Regions from separate parts of the Mus musculus genome. Here all the other regions are linked to region 1. Evidence: chromatin contacts called from public HiCAR-type and HiChIP or PLAC-seq data. All regions are on one chromosome and are shown on one strand. Each heading gives the region's core, a stretch centred on a gene start, on an enhancer-like site or on the middle of the called end of the contact. The rest is flanking DNA. Distances are from core to core; before and after follow the strand shown.

Region 1 (2,700 bases), core at 23-2,522:
CTCTCTCTCTCTCTCTCTCCTTCTCCCTCCCCCTCCCCTCTCTCTCCTCTTCCTCCCCTCTCTCCCTTTCCCTCGCTCTTTCTATTCTCCAGCTTAGGGTTCAGATGGGGCTCTTGGATGGCAATGCCCTTTGTACCCACAAGAGGGCAACATCTTGAGGGCTTTGTGAACACTGGATCTTTCATCGCGGCATGCTTGCTTGGGTTTTGAGAAAGTTTTAGCGAAACTTTCAAAGTGATATTTTATGTTATTCATAATATCAAAAAGTAAAGTCATAAAAAAGAAGAAACAAGAGAAAGGTGGAGGAGGAAAGGATGGGGAGAGGGAGAGAGGGGAGAGAGGGGAGAGGGGGAAGAGGGGAGAGGGGAGAGGGGGGAGAGGGGGGAGAGGGAGAGAGAGAGAGAGAGAGAGAGAGAGAGAGAGAGAACAGTTTAGATTGCCAGGGGAGTCTGAGCCACAGAAGGTGGGGGAGGGCTGTTGTAATTGTGGGTTTGGCCGACTGACGACTGGAGTGCCCTCTTCGGCAATCTTAGTTGTAGCCGGAGGTCATGTAAATCGACCTTAAAAGAATGCATAAGCCATAAATTAAACCCTCACCCAACGGCTGATCCATAAGTAGACAAAATCTAACCTGGACAAAACGGGCTTCCTTTAGGGCCGAGTTAACCCCTCTCCCCCAATAGAAACTCAATGCGAAGTTAGTTTTGTTAGAGAATGAATATTTTGTTTTCTTGAAAAGTGTCGATTTGCCGTGTGACTGCGCCGCCGCAGTTCTAAGAGGCGTCAGTGTTAGCCAGGCTGTGGCTCAGGGGCCGGGAGGACCCGCAGGGCTTCTGAACCTCCCCCATTTCGGACTGGGATCGTTGGCTAGTTGTGGGGTTGACGCTGGCCTAGGGCGGGCGGGACTCCAGGATCTTCGTAGCTCTCCGCGCTAGGGGTGAAATTTACCCGGAGGATTAAAGAAAACCCGGGTGGCTAGAAGCCGCGCGCTCCCTCCTCGCCCTCCACCACCGGGGCTTCCCACGACTTTCCCGGGACGCTCGAGTTCCAGTTCCCCTTGCTCCCTCCACTATTGCACTTTACTTTTAATGGTCCTCTCAGCAGTACACAAACCGAACTCCAAGGCAGTTTGCAACCCAACGGTGGTCCTTTTTGCTCAGCACGCTTGCTGCGCAGGCTGGCCCGCTGACGGCGTGGGCGAGGGACAGCCCCGTAAGGCTCGCGCGGGTTCGGCTTCCAGGTCCTCTGCGCTTCAGCCGGCACCCTCGGCTCAGAGCCTGACCCGCAACCTTCGTCCCTCTAGGCTCTCTGCCCGGCCCGCTACTGGCTGCCCGCTGCGGGCCGATGTTCGGAGCACCGGCTGGGCCCTGGGCGGGAGGCGGTGTTGGCGAGGCTCGCCTGCCCCGGGGGAGCTGCTTTCGGCTTTCTCCCTTAAAGGGCAGTACGAAGAAGGACCCGGGTTTGTGCAAAGGCTGCTGGGGCTGAACTGCTGCAAATGCAAAGGAACGGCCGGGCTCTGCGGAGGACAGACTGGCTCCGGGTCCGCGCAGCTTTAAGATAAAAAGAATTGGTGTGTTCGGATAGATAAAAGGTGGTCGTTTCCGGCGTATTATGAGTTTTATTTAAGCTTGTCTGACTCTGACCAAGTTTGAAAATGTTTGTTTGTGTGAATGACCAGTTATCGGCAGCGACTCCAGTTTGTGGTCTAAAATAAGTCATTTACTGGGCTGGCAGGGCTGCTAGTTAGCAAGATGGGCTGTTCTAGGCTGCTTCTGCGAGTTGCCTCCTGTAAGGGCCGCACTTGAAGTTTCAGTCTCAAGATAGTCCGAAACTGTCCCAGCGGCACAATAGATTGGGCTCCGGACCTCCAGTTTCAATGTCTGAGAGGGAGTTCTGGTGACTTCTCGGTCCTGGACGCTGGGCTCCAGGGTGAACTCCAGTGGCTTGGCTTTTGGCCCTCACGGAACCGCCCAGCCAGCAACCCAGTGGAGAGAATGCCCCTTCCCCCCGCCCACCAGGGTCTCCTCTCTTCTGTCCTTTGTAGTCACATGTCCGGGTTTTCCCCCTGGTCCGAGAACAGACACAGCCCCGCCCAGTCTATTTCTAGAAGGTGGGTTCGGTGAATAAAAAGGTCAAGTGGTTACGTTCCCGAGCTGGTCCACAGTGAGGGGGGACAGGACAGACACCTGGCAAGGCCCGCCCCGCCTGTCCCCCCAACCCTGGCGGGCCTGCCTGCCTGCGACTGGCCTCCCTAGGCCACATTCTTGTGTTAGGTTGGAGAGGCGAGAGGCGGTAGGAGAGGGAACCCTGAACCGGCCCAGAGCAGGCGAAGCTGATCCCGAGATGGCATTTTGTTTTGAACAGTTGGTGGGGAGGACGCTTCCTCATAAGGTAAGGTGTCAACTGGACAGTTGGCTGCCCAAATGCCACATGTATAATTAGCCTGCGTACTCAGCACCTCATCCCCAAGGCCCATAGGCACGGGCTTGGCTGACTTGAGTAGCTCAGTTCAGCTCTGGATTACAGGATTCCCAAGGGAAGCCTAACCGGCCAGGAGAGCCTGGAGAGGCCCTGGCTAGGAAGACTGACCATGAAATCTCGCTTTTGATTTTTGCCTTTTCTCCTTCTCCAGTTTTTCGTAGTTTTCAGCTAAGGGGCAAGTGCTGGTTAGGAGAAGGTACCCAACATCAGCGGCAGGTT
Region 2 (2,700 bases), core at 175-2,674, 1.2 Mb after region 1:
GGGGAACGCCCCTTTCCCTCTTCAAATATCTTCCATTGTACAGGTTTTCAGCGGAAGCCTGTCTTCTGTGTGAGCTGCCCCCACCCCCAGCATCCTAGTCCCAACCAGCTGGCTGAGAACTTCAACTAAACGTGATCTAAAGATAGGTTTACTTCACAGTGTTGCTTCAAGAATTATGTTGTCTGTGAGCTGTTGATTTCCATAATAATCTAGACTTCTGGTTTGTAACATTTACCTGCTGAATTGGCAGTAGTGACCCCACATATATCTCTATATGGCCAGAAGCTTATTGTTGTTGTTTGTTTCTGATTTTGTTTTGTATTATGATAGGGGTGTGCTGGGTATCTCAGGCTCCCTTGGAGCTGACTATGTAGCTGAGGTTGGCCTGGAACTCAAAACCCTCCTACTGAATTCTGAGATTATAAGCACATGCCTACACACCTGTCTTAAATTTACTATTATTAATGAGATTGACCGAATACTTGTCCACTTTGTCCATTTTCATTATGTGCCTGGATCCTGCAGGCATCTATGTTTACCACCTGTGACTTAGTAATGGGTGTTCAAAGTCAGACTATCTAACAGGGTTTCCCCTTCTAGAGACCTGGAGTCTCCTGGCTTCTAGTGGCCTCTGAGTACATCACTATCATTCGGATTCCTCAATTCCTGCCTTCCTCAAACTCTCTGCATGAAATCCTGGGAGGCTCACACTGTTTCCTAAAAGAAAAGGTAAACCTGGTGCAGGGCTCATCCTGGGTATAGACACTCTCCTGACACCACTCTTCATGGCCATCCTCACACACTCCTGTGAGCAAACATTGCTATTCCCACTTTTTAGAGGGAAGAGAGAGAGCCCATACTGTTTGTAGATAACAGAGCCAGGATTTGTGCCCACCAGGTGTGGCTCCAGAGTTAACACTCTGCTACCCTCCATCCTCACTCGGTGACTGTACTGTTTTAGATGGCCTATCTTATACATCAACACTTCAGTCCAGGCAGGCCCTCCTTTTGGTCAGGGAAAGCCTTTAGGAGAAATGTGGGGCTTCATTAAACTCCACGTCCTCAATGTCCAGCACAATGCCAGGCACACAGTAGGTTTCTGCCCCTGTGGACTCACTGAGTTAGTCAACAGTACTTTGTAAGCCACAAAGCACTCTCCAGATGGCAGCTATCCCAAGCTCAAAGGCTCAGGCAAGTGGCAGCCTGCTGTCACTGGCCACTTGAGCCAAGACTCCAAGTGCCTAAGGAGAGTACAAGTGACACCACGCAGCCTCTCCTCTTGGCCTCAGCTGGCTCAGCACAGTTTCTCATTATTAGCTCAATCACATGAAATTAACACAAAATGGTGTGTTTCAATTAGTCTTGGGGACCGGGGAAGTGTATGTTTGTTAAGACAGCAGGGCAGCCTGGGGGAAGGGACTTTCAGGAGAGCAGAGGTACCCAGCCTCCCAGCTCACTCTCTCATTAGTGCCTCTGGCCTCCGACTGCTTGCTAATTGCTCCCTTATTCCTCCATCACAGGAAGCCCTGGCCAGCCTAGCTCTGTTCCCAGCTGCAAGGCAGCCACCTTGTCTTTTGACAGAGACTGCTTACAACAGCCTTCAGGCTGACAAGCCCAGCTCCACCTCCCCTTGACCAGGAACACACAAGGTGGAACAGAGAAGGCCAGTTGGAAGTAAGGTCCTCTGGGAGAGGGGTAGAGGCGGCTGTCCTTCCCTCCCCCTCCCCCTCCCCCTACCTCCTTCCCACACGTTAGCTTTCCATGGAGGCCAAAGGCAATAAGGCAGTTAAATAGCAGTGTTACCCCACTTTGGGACAACCTTACCTCCCTCGCTGCTTTATTGTCCCCAGACCACTATCCCTACCTGGCATTGTCTTCTATGTTTTATATCTCCCACTAGAATTTAAGCCTGTGAAGGCAAATAAGCGTTTCACTTTTGACCAGGTTATACACAAAATTCTCAATCTCTCTCTCTCTCTCTCTCTCTCTCTCTCTCTCTCTCTGTGTGTGTGTGTGTGTGTGTGTGTGTGTATGCTCATACAGACATATAAACATATGTGCACTTATATATGTACACATGGGATTTATACAAGCCCACAGGCATATACCCTGATAATCCATGCAGCGTTCCCAGACATACCGTTCTCCTGAATGATGTCAGAGCCACACTGCTCCAGCACAGACATGTTTGCCAAGATGGTCACAATCTGGAAAACAGAATTGAGAAATTATAAAACAAACACGCATGGTCCCCATGACACTCTCTGTGGGTAGGTTATATGGGGACTGCAGAGCTTCTGTCAGCCTGGATCCTTACTATACATCTGCCTAGCCCTTCCATGGTATTGTCTTCTATTACCTTACATCATGGGCTGCTGCCACCCAGATGTAAGCCCCAGTGATGCCCACTAGTCAGTGGGTGGCTCTAGGGTAATCATCTGGGGTTCCAGTAAAAAGCAGACTCACAACGAATGAAGTTAAGATCCAGTTGTTTGAATTCAGAGACCCTCAGCCTCACCCCTACGATTCTAGACCCCTTTCTCTCTTCTGTTCTGGCTTTGTCTCCTGATTCTTTGATCTTTGATTGGGTTCCCCCATGTCAATTTCCTTTCTTGACAATGACCTTCTACCTGAAATGAATTAAGGCTGAGCTCCAGCCAGAAGGCAAGCTGATGAGAAAGTTCAGTTTAGCTACACTTT
Region 3 (2,700 bases), core at 7-2,506, 1.9 Mb after region 1:
CGGGTGCGCCATCCACTGGCTCGGGCCCTTATTTGAGAGCTTATTTGGAAGCTGAGGCACAGAGCTTAAGTTCCCATCGCTATGCCATTAGCAAAGCAGGCAGGATTTGAACCAGTGTACCCTCTGAGAAGACCACAGCCTCCATCTTACGTGGCCTCTATAGAGATATCCCTACCACATCCAAGTCACACACAGTGAGTTTCTATTTATATCTGCAAGCTTGTAAACTCCCCCGAGAACGTTCAAAACCACACAACAGAATGTGTCCTTTTGCCATCTCTGGCTTCTGCATATCATGGTTTTCTTTTCTCTCTTTCATTCTTCCTATCTTTTCAGACTAGGTCTCACTCTTCCAGCCCTGGCCTGGAACTCACTATGTAGGTCAGGCTGGCCTTGAACTCTTTGAGCTTCCAGAATACTGGAACTAAAGGCGTGGGTTACCACACACGGCTCAGCTTGGTTTTCTTTCCCTGGAATACTTTTCTCCCATTCACTCATCTGTTTACAAGATTATTCCTCGGGTCTTTGGGAAAACCTTCTCTGACTAGCCAGCTCTGGGGTAAGTGCACCTTGGACCTCAGTGCTGAGCAGCTGTTGTTCTTACAATTATGTCTCACAAGGTGCCTATTGTCCCGGCTGCCTCCTCCTCTGGACTCTAAGGGCAAGGGCCTGATCATGTTCGTAGAAGCTGTGCTAGCAAGGAACACGCTCCTCCTAAAAAACATGTCACCAACCTGCAAATTTCTCACGACCCTCATACACAATTATCACACATTTTTTCACACATAGACATAGGAACAAAGATGTTACGCCCCAGATCTGTCCACATGCACTGTGGCCCCGTGCAAGCTCAATCACTACCCACTCTCTCACTGTCACTAGACTATCATATGTTCAGGTACCGCTACAGGTCTCATTTTCTTCAATCGCTGCCTTATACTTTTTTTTTTTTTAAACAAATACAGTCACCATCTGCATTCCGAAAACAGGGTATGGAGTTGAGTGAATATGACAACAGTTCTATTTTTCATCCACGCCATCACAGGCTGTTTCTTTCATGAACACGATCCCTGATTTATGCAATCACTGTCACCGCCGTCCATCTTCCCGGTTTCTTCCTTCTCCTCCCGGTGCTCTGAGGGCAGGTCTGCAGGGTCTGCTGCCTAGGGCGCTCCAGAGTCTCCGCCTGGGCGGGCGCGGCCTAGCCCCGCCCCCTCATGCATATGTAGTACCCCAGCCCAGCGGCCCGGCCCCCAGACGGCCATTTGTAGCGGTGCCGAAGGCTGCGTTCGGCTGCGCTGCAGATCCGCGAAGAAGAGCGCGCTCCCTGGCCGCTGCGTCCTCTGCCCTGGAGCCTTCCCGGCTCTCCAGCGTCTCGGGCAACTCCCAGCCGGTCCGAGGGATAGCGCTCCGCGGCCCTCCAGGCCACTCACGGACCCCGCGCGCTCTACCGCCTGTAACCCAGCCGGCCGCACTCGTCCCCGGAGCCGGGCCTAGGGCGCGCGGCGGCCGGGCTGGGCTCGGGGCGTCCCGATGGCCGCGGCCGGCTGGCGCGACGGCTCCGGCCAGGAGAAGTACCGGCTCGTGGTGGTCGGCGGTGGCGGCGTGGGCAAGTCGGCGCTCACCATCCAGTTCATCCAGGTGCCTGGAGACGGCCTGCGGGGTGGCGGCGGCGGCGGGGTGGCGCTACCTGTGGCCGCGGCGACCCCGCCCGGGGCGCGCGGGTGCGGGGCTCCGGCGCGTGCGGTGCGCGCGGGTGCGGTTTGCGCGGGGCCAGGGCGCGCGGCTGCGAGGGCAGGAACAGTGAGGAGTCGGCGCTGCGCTCCTGCCCTGCGGCCACGGCGCCGCGCTACTGCCCGCCAGGCGCCCGGCGCGGCGTCCGGGGAGTCGGGCTTCTCAGGAATGTGGCCCGGAGGGCGGAGCTGGCCGGGTGGGAAGCGCAGTTCCACCTTATCACTGCGGTCAGGGCGGGAGCCCGCGGGTTGCAGCCGCGCCGCGGTGCCGGGCTTCCTGCCCTGAGGGCCGGAGTGGGGACCCCGCGCCTGCCTCGGTGGCAGCGCTGGCCCGGGCTACTTGGCGGCGGCTTCGCGCCGCCGGCTCCCAATAGTGTTTTCTCTTTGTGTGTGTTTGAGCTTCTCTTACAAGTAGTCTGTTTGGTGGTACGTCCGGGTGGGAGTGTTTGATCGTGCCCTAGGGAAATAATGGCTTCGAGGAAGTTAAAAATGTGCTTTGATAGGGGCGAGACCATTTCCTTGGAATTCCCGGTGCCTGCCTGCTTCGCGCTTAGGTGAAGTTTGGGGTGAGCCCCGCTAGGAGGGGACGAGTATGAGTTGTGTGTTGCACCCTTCTCCCCCCCCCCCCCTATTTTCTGTTTGCTGGAGGAGGAAAGTCGGGTTGTGGCAAAGAAAAGGAAGGTGAAATTTGTCTTTAGATTTTATTCTAGGTTAAGACGCCCGAGTGATTTTCCTTTCTCTTCTTTTTGATTTTTAAAAGCAAATGCAGATCTCCTTGCTTTTGTCACCCTGAAAGGCGTGGCATATGTTGGGAAGAGAGCGCAGGTACCCTGCTAAGTAACAAAGGTATTTTTACTGTATTAAAGAGGACGGGTAGCAAAATGTTTTTGTGTGTGTGTGTGTTTGTTTTGTTTCACCCATTTGTTGAATTGATAGAGTTAAATAGCTTATTTTATTTCGATGTAAC
Region 4 (2,802 bases), core at 22-2,521, 1.8 Mb after region 1:
ACCATAATTTTGGAGAACTCCAGCATACAGGTCTTATAACTCTTTTCTATTCTCACTCTAGTCTATGAAAATTACCCCCCACTTTAGGGTTCCCAGCTGTGATGGTTAATAGGTGAACACAAATACCCACCTTCTTTGCTTCTTGGCTGTGAGTACCCAGTGTCCAGCAGCCTCAAGTTTCCAGCCACAGTGGACTGCACCCTCCAACTGTGAGCCAAAAGAAATCCTTCCTTCCTTAAGTTGCTTTTGCCGGGTAGTTTGTTGCAGGAACCAGAAAAGTTAACTCACGCACCAGCTTAGACCTCCACACAGCTGCCCCCACTTATTTCATATGTGCACCCGGATGTCTGACATTCCAAACTCCAAATGTGAAAATAGTTCTAGAAGTATAACATAAACTCCATTTTGACAGATTTTTTTTTTCACACGAGAAAGAGAATCATGTCTCCTGCCCCCTGATGGAAATTTAAAACACTGTTGTATGTGGATCCAGGGTTATACTCATTGGTTGAGATGCCTGTGGAGGCCAGTAGAGGGCACTGGATTCCCTGAAACTTAACTTACAGGCTGTTGGGTACTAGGAACTGAACAAACCCAAGCAAGACCTCTGTAAGAGCAGCAAGTACCTTAGCCATCTCTTCAGGCCCTAGAAATTACCTTTACCCTAAAAGTCTGGCCTCGCTTACTAATGGCTTTAAAGGAATACTGCTTTGCTGGATTGGTTACCCTACAACATTTTTGTTGATCAATTTTTTAGCTCCTGGCTAAAGACATCATCAGCCAAAACCTGTATTTACTGTTAGGGCTGTGGGAAGCAAAAGGGAGCCACAGGACCTGTCTGGGGATACCAGCTAAGTCTGTCTGACTTTCTTCCTTTATCATTTGTGTGCATATGTATATATGCATGTGGACTTTATAGACACCGCAGGAGCCAGTTCTCTTTCCACCATGTAAGTCCTAAGGAGCAAACTTAAGCTGTCCCTTCACGTGCTGAAACAGGGTTTCTCTGTGTAGCCCTGGCTGTCCTGTCTTGCCAGTTACATTTCACTGGGCACCGAGTTTGTGTGACACGTGCCATGTATATGCATATGCACGGTCTAGTTCTTGTCTCTCAGGGGTGAAGGTTTGATAGAAAGGGACAATCTGTAAACAAGTGAGGTTAAGAATGTGAGTGGTAAGATGGGAGTCTGCCTCGAGTTTGGCTGAGGATCCAAGGAAGTCAAATGCCAACTATTCCACCATAAAATGGAAAACCACCAAAAGCAGAAATTCTCAGTAACGGGGGAATGGGTGGAGACGAAGTCTTTTGCAATTCCTGACTATCTTCTACTCACTCCTAAGCTAGGGAGGAAATTTAGTTTAGAAGGGTTTTAGAGCAATTTTTTTGGATTGTTGTGAGTCAACAGCTTTTTCCTCAGCTATTCCTAGGGAAAGAAACTTCAAGGATTTAGTGTAATTTTGCTATATAACCATTGGGTCAGAGGCCACAGTGGACTGGTGCCAGGCTTACACTGAGGGATTTATATACCCAGTGCTCACATACTTTTCTCATGTACAGTCACTACTCTAGGAATACAAAAACAAAAACACAGCAAAACAAAAAACAAACAAACAAACAAAAAATGGTGAACAGAATGGACAAAACTCTGGGCCTTCACAGAGCCAAAGAGCTAGGGGGGATTTTGCTGATACACTGAAAAATGAGTCTGGGGTTTGGTCAAAGTCCATGGTTACTGAGATCTGAGGCAAAGTATTCCTCTGAGAGTGTTTCTTTGGATCATAATGTGCTATTGAAAAGGACCACATCAGGCAGGCGTGGTGGCGCACACCTTTAATCCCAGCACTCGGGAGGCAGAGGCAGGCGGATTTCTGAGTTCGAGGCCAGCCTGGTCTACAGAGGGAGTTCCAGGACAGCCAGGGCTACACAGAGAAACCCTGTTTCAAAAAAAACAGGACCACATCAAAGGACAAAAATATTCCATACAAAGAAGATGGCCACGGACCTGAAGTCCCTAGCGATGAGCTGATAGCCTGAAGGTACGTTTACCCATGTGTGCAAGGTTACCAGTGTGTTCTCACTGAAGCAAAGGGGGTCTCTGTAAAACCCGAGCGGTAACCAGGGTTAAGTTAACATCACTAGCTCAGGAATCAACCTTTAGTCACAGAACTGAAGCAGCTGACATTAAACCGTCTCCCTTCCTGTTTCACCTTTGAAGACAGCCTAGTTGGCCTGGACAGAGTGCACAGGGGAATACGCAGGTAGGGACATAATCACCCATTTGTTCAAGCTAGGGAAGCCAAGAAGCATCTCCTTTAATATTTTATCACCATGATGAATGTGTTAATTACTGGTCTCACATTAGTAATGGACTAGTTAGCCTCAGTCAATTTGTTGGCTTTTTTTTTTTTTAACTTGATAGACCAAAAATGTCATGAGATTTCTAAGATAGTTCATTCGAAAGCAGGGAAGAAGTCCACACTGGGTTTGTTTCCACCATGCAGAGGGAACAAACTCACTTGTATGTGGCACCAGCTCTGTCTCATTTCTTCAGCATATACAGATCACCACAGACATTTGCAAGTCCTCACGAAAAAAAAAAATTCAACTTTGCTTTTATTTAGAAGTTACTCTTATATGGTTGCCATTGGGCTGGAAAGACAGCTCAGCAGTTAAGAACATTGGCTGCTCTTCCAGAGAACTCAGGCTGTACTCCCAACACCCACATGGCAGCTTATAAACCTCTGTTAACTCCAGTAGAAAGGAAGCTGAAGCCCTCTCTGGCCTTCATCAACACTATATGC

What was found. HiCAR-type assays count read pairs that join an accessible place to other places. HiChIP or PLAC-seq counts read pairs in DNA pulled down with a chosen protein or histone mark.
Region 2: an H3K4me3 HiChIP or PLAC-seq map of embryonic limb bud shows a contact between it and region 1, with 14 times the contacts expected there. The contact joins the enhancer-like site here to the promoter of Sox6os in region 1. A contact is called at or near these places in 5 of 39 promoter capture datasets (3T3-L1-derived adipocytes, the C10 cell line, cranial neural crest and 2 more), 13 of 115 datasets of contacts at active chromatin or transcription factors (SST interneurons, craniofacial prominence, differentiating embryonic stem cells and 10 more) and 4 of 9 other capture datasets (adipose tissue, embryonic stem cells, liver and 1 more).
Region 3: a contact with region 1 is called in a HiCAR-type map of astrocytes, with 2.2 times the contacts expected there. The contact joins the promoter of Rras2 here to the promoter of Sox6os in region 1.
Region 4: a contact with region 1 is called in an H3K4me3 HiChIP or PLAC-seq map of embryonic limb bud, with 4 times the contacts expected there. The contact joins the enhancer-like site here to the promoter of Sox6os in region 1. A contact is called at or near these places in 4 of 39 promoter capture datasets (the 3T3-L1 cell line, embryonic stem cells, hippocampal neurons and 1 more) and 2 of 115 datasets of contacts at active chromatin or transcription factors (astrocytes and embryonic limb bud).

The regions. Positions count from the first base shown.
Region 1 is chr7:116,030,551-116,033,250 of GRCm38.p6, reverse strand. Sox6os (SRY (sex determining region Y)-box 6, opposite strand) reads right to left here and starts at 1,272. Exons shown (of 2, transcript NR_152104.1): 1 at 1,084-1,272; 2 at 701-931. The region is part of intron 1 of Sox6 (SRY (sex determining region Y)-box 6); the gene reads left to right.
Region 2 is chr7:114,841,630-114,844,329 of GRCm38.p6, reverse strand. Insc (INSC spindle orientation adaptor protein) reads right to left here. Exons shown (of 13, transcript NM_173767.4): 10 at 2,141-2,207. Among named protein-coding and RNA genes, the nearest start is that of Gm24982, 10 kb to the right of the region's middle. Within about 2 kb of position 1,424, at least 27 of the 459 cell types and tissues checked have an H3K27ac peak or open chromatin away from gene starts, as enhancers often do. A contact at or near this core is called in embryonic limb bud, where this site is marked.
Region 3 is chr7:114,116,337-114,119,036 of GRCm38.p6, reverse strand. It overlaps Rras2 (related RAS viral (r-ras) oncogene 2), which reads left to right and starts at 1,256. Exons shown (of 6, transcript NM_025846.2): 1 at 1,256-1,641. The coding sequence starts at 1,534.
Region 4 is chr7:114,279,585-114,282,386 of GRCm38.p6, reverse strand. No RefSeq gene overlaps it. Among named protein-coding and RNA genes, the nearest start is that of Psma1, 4.9 kb to the right of the region's middle. Within about 2 kb of position 1,271, at least 18 of the 459 cell types and tissues checked have an H3K27ac peak or open chromatin away from gene starts, as enhancers often do.